Linked DNA regions of Ovis canadensis: region 1 is linked to region 2. Evidence: chromatin contacts called from public Hi-C data. All regions are on one chromosome and are shown on one strand. Each heading gives the region's core, a stretch centred on a gene start, on an enhancer-like site or on the middle of the called end of the contact. The rest is flanking DNA. Distances are from core to core; before and after follow the strand shown. Region 1 overlaps FNBP1 (formin binding protein 1). Region 2 holds the start of FNBP1 (formin binding protein 1).

Evidence for each region. Hi-C and Micro-C count contacts between places; a contact is called where the count stands out from the background.
Region 1: a contact with region 2 is called in a Hi-C map of fibroblasts, with 4 times the contacts expected there. The contact joins the enhancer-like site here to the promoter of FNBP1 in region 2. A contact is called at or near these places in 2 of 2 Hi-C or Micro-C datasets (fibroblasts and lung).

What each region holds. Positions count from the first base shown.
Region 1 is chr3:6,664,773-6,667,839 of ARS-UI_OviCan_v2, reverse strand. It overlaps FNBP1 (formin binding protein 1), which reads right to left. Exons shown (of 16, transcript XM_069582185.1): 16 at 3,003-3,067. Among named protein-coding and RNA genes, the nearest start is that of C3H9orf78, 50 kb to the left of the region's middle. Within about 2 kb of position 1,434, the one cell type or tissue checked has open chromatin away from gene starts, as enhancers often do. A contact at or near this core is called in fibroblasts, where this site is marked.
Region 2 is chr3:6,527,737-6,531,108 of ARS-UI_OviCan_v2, reverse strand. FNBP1 (formin binding protein 1) reads right to left here and starts at 1,735. Exons shown (of 16, transcript XM_069582185.1): 1 at 1,418-1,735. The coding sequence starts at 1,441.

The sequences.
Region 1 (3,067 bases), core at 185-2,684, 140 kb before region 2:
TCACCAGTGCATGAAAGTGAAAAGTGACTGAACTCGCTCTTAGCGACCCCATGGACTGCAGCTTACCAGGCTCCTCTGTCCATGGGATTTTCCAGGCAAGAGTACTGGAGTGGGCTGCCATCGCCTTCTCCACTGGTAAGGTGCAGCTATCCCCAAAGTGTAGTTTCCTTACCTTTATGCTAGTTGGAATTCCATGCGAATAGTAAATTGTCCTGCAAGTCTTGCCCAACCACACTTTGAGTCCCTGAGAGCCTCGGGGAAGGAAGTGGTGTTTCAGAACTGTTCCTCCGTCTGGCTCTCTTCCCTATGACACCGGTATCTGTCCACGGTTGAGAGGCTTGTTGGTTATAGCAAAGGCACAGGACACAGAAGGAATCAATGTCTTTGGGAAAAGCTCTTAGAGAGAGCCATCCCCATTTTAGACAAAGCGTGTCCAGGAAGGCTGCCCCCAGGATGTGTATGTTCCGATGCAGCCTCCAGGCCGTCTTTGGACCAGACACCAGGATGCAGCCCAGATGAGGGCTGACAGGAGAGTCGGCACCACAGGCAGGGCTCTTGGCCTGGCATGGTGGGAGGATGTACACACGTGCAGGTCATGAGGCTCCTGGGGCAGAATGCCGCAGCACCCAGGGGATCCTCCCCACCCCCTTTGCTTTCGGGGCCGACAGAGGAAAATGAAATCCCCGTGTCCTCCTGCAGCTTTTGGCCCCCAGGCTCTGAGGACAAAGCCACGTGGGGGCGGTTCTGTTTCTGCTCCCATCTCCAGCTCATGGGAGGTCATTTAAGTAAGCACCACTTGTTCTACCATCTGGACAGAAACAGTGTTAGGTCTGAACATGAGCAGCTGTGGCGAAATGACTCGTGACACAAAGAGGCTGCTGAGTGCCATTCTGCAGCCTTTGCACTTTAATCCTGGGTCTCAAAGGGTGCTGCAACAAGGCTTATGCCTCCCCTTCTCAGAAAAGTCCAGCAGAAGCCAGAGAGGAGAAGGAGAGGCCCTCTGTAGGCCAGGTGGGCAGCGCCAGGGTCTGGACTTCCTTACTGCCCAGGACTCAAGGAGACGTTAATCCCCACGTGGCGGCTGGGCCTGCTGTTGGTCACCATCCGGGCCTCCTGCTCCTTCCCTCACTCACACCTGCACCATCCCATTTTTTTTGCTGTCCTGTGGATCGCACAATCCAGAGATCTCTTTCGCTTTAATTTTAAAACGGAGGGCATCCTGGAACCACCCACCCCTGCCTCTGCCCACTCCCATTTCCGGTCTGGTCGCCCTCCTGGGGACCCTCGTCCTTCCCTCCTCGCAGGCAGGCTTCTCTGCCACTAGGGGTCGCGCGGGCGCCTCTGCGCATCGGCGGGCGGGGGCGGGGCCGGCCGCAGGGGGCGGGGAGAGACGGAGCGGGGCGGGGCCTGGCCGGGGCGGATGCTGCGATTCCCGGACCCACCGGAGGAGCCTGACCGACGAGTCTGAGTCAGGGCTTTCTGCGCTACCGAGGCTGCCTTCGGGAGCGCACCAGGAAACCAACGGTCCGCCGCTCCTACTGCGTCACCGCCCCTGGTTTCCGACCCCGCAGGGGCGGGAGGTGGGTCGCAGAAGGTTCAAGTGTCACTTCCCCAAATACTTGAACCAAGTAGCTGTATAAAGATGGGCCGAGCTGGACGGTTCAGTGTTTCAGACCTGCGAGCAGGGTGAGGTCACAGAGCTCCCAGCCCTGAATTCTGCCCAAGAATCAGAATAACACCATCACGGAGACGGGAGTGAGCTCCCGGTCAGAACTGACATCTAAGCTGTAGCTGTGGCGTCGACCGAGTGCTTTCTTGCCGGCCTCCTGTCCTCACCCCACTACCCCGGAACCGGAGGCCAGAGAGGTGGCGACACGCGCCCCAGGCTGACCCAGCTCCCAGCTCCTCGGTGCTCGCCGGTCCGGCCGGCCGGTGGGGGTGGTGTGTGTGTGGGGCGGGGTGGAGAGGGCGGTTCTAAGTGAGACAGGTGGAGACATTCTGCCTCTTACAGACTGTTAGAGACTATTCCCCAAATACGAGAAAAGCTCAGAAAGAACGTACTGGCAACATTCTTCCCATACTAGCCCTTTACTGACAATCTGGACCTGCCTCGGCAGGACAGTCATAGGCCGCCTTGTTCCCTTGACCACCCCGTCTCTTGCCCGAGAACCCTGCCTTGGCTCTCTGACACCATCCTCCCCAGCAGAGAAGACATCAGGCTTTGCTGAGAACTTGGCAATGTCCGTAGGAGGAGCCGAGGCCACAGTGAGGCCTGGCGTCTCATTGGTGGCCTCCCCTCCCACCCCCTCAGCAAGTGAGTGGCACTTGGCATTAGCTAGGGCGCCCTGCTCACTTAATATTTCACTCCCTCACCAACTGTTTTCCTACCTTGGCTCTAAAGAGCCTTAAGAAACAAAGAGGTCTGGGCATGAACCAGACTCCCCTTCACAAAACCCAGGGTGAGACTGTCAGCGCTGGATATGGAAAGGGCCGGCCAGCACAGGCACAAGGCCCTCGCCCTTAAAGGCGGCAGGCTGTCCTCAGCTTCACATAAGCCAGTGATTATTCCAGCCAAGCTGCCAAGAAGAGGGTGGGCTTGAGCACTCGTGACACCAGACCACGAATGAAATGCAAACCTGCTGCAATTTCACAGCTCCCTCCATCCCCCCACAGAAGGTAGGGTCCTCGAAATCCCAGCGCAGCTGCTAGCCAAATTTGCACGCATGAAAAATGTCCCAGACTGAAGGAGCTTCCCCAGAACCCTGCACTGAGTCAACCTGAATCCTGCATCACCAAGGTCTCTGACAGCTTTCCCCGGTGGGCCAGGGTGGAATTTCGAGCTGGCTGGGTCTGAAGCCCCTCTCCAGGCAGATGGCGCCAGGACTTATGTCCAGTTTACACCGTAAATCAATGACCTGATCGGAGCTCAGCCTCCAGCCCAGGGGACTCTGATTGCTTCCAAGACTGGGGTCACCTCTTTGTGCAACAAAGCAGTCCCGTGATACTGTGCCAGAAGTTACACTTTTATTTAACATTTAGAGGATTAACATATAGTTACAAGGTCAAT
Region 2 (3,372 bases), core at 486-2,985:
TTTGCAAACATCAGTCGAAAAGTTGAGATCCTTTTAGACAGGGGATGTTTACAAAATGAATTCTCATTTAAGGGAACTACTGCCTTCAGAATTTTGGTATCAATAACAGTAGCTGCTTCTGAGCCTAAGAAGTGGTTGTGTAAAAACAATTAAAGCAAAAAAAAAAATTAATTAAGGGAGGATGCGCTCTGTTTCTATAGCTGCTCTAACCTTTTATTTTGACGTGAGATTTCTTGGCCTCCACTCAGATAGCAACCACCACCCCACACTTTCTTCTCCACACCCTTTACAAATGGAATTCCGAAAGGAGGCACTTTCGAGTTCCTCCTGGGAAATAGCTCATCTTGAGGACGTCTCGGTGCAATAACAGATTTCATCTCCTTCTTCCTCTGCACTCCGCTCTGCCCATCGCTTGCCCAGAGATTTCCTTAGGAATCCAGAGGAAGCAAGGAATCCAGAGGAAAACAAGCCCCAGTCCACAAGCCACAGCCTCTCCTCCCCAGGACCGCCAGTGCACCGCCTTGGCATCCGGGTCCGGGGAGAGAAGAGCTTGCAGACACCCCGCCGCTTGTTTATCCATCCGCGCCCGGGGTTAAACATCCCGGCGGGGCGCTCCCTACCGCATTTCAGACTCTTTCCTCCCAGCGGTTAAAAAATACAAAACTGACCCCGCTAATGCCTGTTCCCGCAGGAGGCAACACAAGGCGTCCCTCTAACTCCTACTACTCTCCCCTCCAGGCCGAACGCCGCAATCCCCACATCGAATGCAAGATCTGAGTTGCCCCTGGGAGAATCACAAGCGCACCCCAAACCACCACAGGGCAAACGTCCTCGCCACTAGAGGGAAGACACCAGTTCTCACTCAGCCCTGCACCGCCAAACCCAAGCCCTGGGACCCGGCCCCGCCAGGGCCGCCCCGCCCCCCGGGAGAGCGCCCGAACCACCCGCACCTCCTTGGAGACACAGCAGAGGAGCGCGGGTCTGGACGCCGAATACCTAACGCAGCCCTGAAAATCCCCGGCCTTCCACGCCCCCATTGAGTCGGCCCGCCTCGCTGAAGACAGGGGCGTCCCGCCCGCGCCTCTGATCAGGAGGTGCGGGGACCCAGATCCGCGCGCCGCGCTCGGGCTGTGGAGGGGACCCCCACCAGCGGCCCCTGCTCTGGCCGCCGGAGGGGGCAGCGGTTCACACCAGCCCCCCCTCACCTCAGAAGGGCGAATCTGGCGCGCACCTCCCGCTCAAGCCGAGGCCAACGAGAAGCACTCGGACCTGCGCCTCCCGCCAGGGCCGCAGAGACCTCCGACCGGCGCGCGATCTCGTCCACCGGGGGCAGCCCGGGCCGCGTCCCCCAGCCCAGGCGCACCAGGCACCTTTCCGCCACCTCCCTGCATCCTCGCGGGCCCGGCCCCTCACTCACCCAGAGCTCGGTGCCCCAGCTCATGGTGCAGGGGGCGGGAAGGGGCGCGCCGCGCGGCGGGGCGCGGCTCTCCGGTCCCCCTCCCCAGCGATCCCGTCTCCCCGGGAGATCCCCGCGATCGCGGAAAGTCCGTGCCCCGTGCGGCCGCCGCCTCCTCCGGCTCGCCGCTCCTCGCCTAGGGTCTCCGCGGCGCTCCTCCTCCCCGGTCGCTCCTCGGCAAAATGGCCCGAGGAAGCAGCAGCGGCGGTCGCCGCAGCGCCCGCCCGCCCCACACCCGAGAGCGAGGGGCGGGAGAGGGGCGGGGCGGGGCCGCGCGCCGGGGGCGGAGCCGGCCTGACAGCTCGCGCACGCGCGCGCCCCGCCCCCGGCCCAACCTCCCCTCGGGCGCCCCCCGCCCGCGTGGCCCCGGGGTCCGGAAGGACTTGCAGAAAGCAGGGGCCTCTGGTGGGACCTGGAGCCGCCGGCCTCCCCGCTGCCGTGTTTTTTTGTTTTGTTTTGTTTTGTTTTTAATTACTTATTAGCAGCCACACTCTCTGCTCTTAGGGACAAACCACTCGCCTCCGAACGGAGCCGGCCCCTGTTATTACGGGGGCTCTGCCGAGGCCTGAGGTTGCTCCCCTGCGCCAAGCGCTGCTTTGAATTTAAGGACCATGCTTTTCGTTGCTCAGCCATCAGAGCTAGCTCGAGCGGGTCTTTTCCCCTACCGCCCGGGAAGCCTTGGAGGCCCGGGGGGCCCTCACAGCCTTGAGCCGGTTGGCGTGGGGCCAGGTGCAGTGCTGTCTGCATACTACACACAGAAGGACTCGGAGGCCGAGAGCGACCTAGCAGAGTGGCTGGGGAAAAGAGTCCAGGGGCGCACAACCGGTGATTTCTAATCTCTGAAACCGGTGATTTCCGACTTGTTCGGCCAAGAAACTCTCAGACGTTGAAATCACGTTGCCGCGTAGTGGGTGAAAAAAAGCAAAGGCTCTGGGTCCACAGACAGGGGTTTCTGGTTCCAGTCCCGCCACCCGTACTCACTAGCTGGGTGGCCTAGGACAAGGCCTCCATCTCTGTAGAAGCTCAGAGCCTTCTCCCCCACCTCCCGCCAAAGGGAGGCAGTAACTACCCAGGTCAGCGAAAGATGACGACCACCTGTTACCCGGCCAGTGGTTGGTAAACTGATAACTAATTTTTAAGTAGATACGGACTCCTTTTCCCCTGCACTCCTAGAGTATACACAAATAACATTCCAGGATTGTGTGTGTGCGTCGCTCAGTCGTGTCCCACTCTTTGCGACCCCATGGACTGTAGCCCACCAGGTTCCTTTGTCCGTGGAATTCTCCAGGCAAGAATACTGGAGTGGGTTGCCATTTCCTTCTCCGGCGGATCTTCCACACCCCAGGGACCCCTCGGGGTCTTCTGCATCGCAGGCGGATTCTTCACTGTCTGAGCCACCAGGGAAGCCTGATTCCAGGATTGGAACTGGAGAACTGTTTGGGTTCCGACTCCTTCCTCTGATTCACTAGGCCCTTTCTCCCCAAACTTTTCTTTCTTCCTCAGCTAATCCTACTCACTTTTCTGACTATCTGTGAACTCCTAAAATGGGCCCCCTTTAAGAAGTGTTTCAGCTGCCTGTCTCTCTAATCCCACTACACCCAGCCTCAACCAGCTTATCATTCTTCTCCAAGAGAGGGTGGGGCAAGGGTGGTGTTCTACTCTTGCAGATAAACCAAGTCTACTTCCTTTGTTGGACAGGATCACAATAAATTTAAACTGTCAAACCTGTTTTGGTCCGTCTTTTTCCAGTAAGGAGTTCCTTCCACCAGTTTGTTGTTAGTGTGTGTTTTAGATATTTTGTTCTCAGTTACCGGGTCTGGAAACTCTGAACTCCAATCCTGCTAGACCTGTAAACCATCAGAACAGCCAGCCACTTACCTCCCAAGGTACATTCATTAACAGCCTGAGTGAGTTGG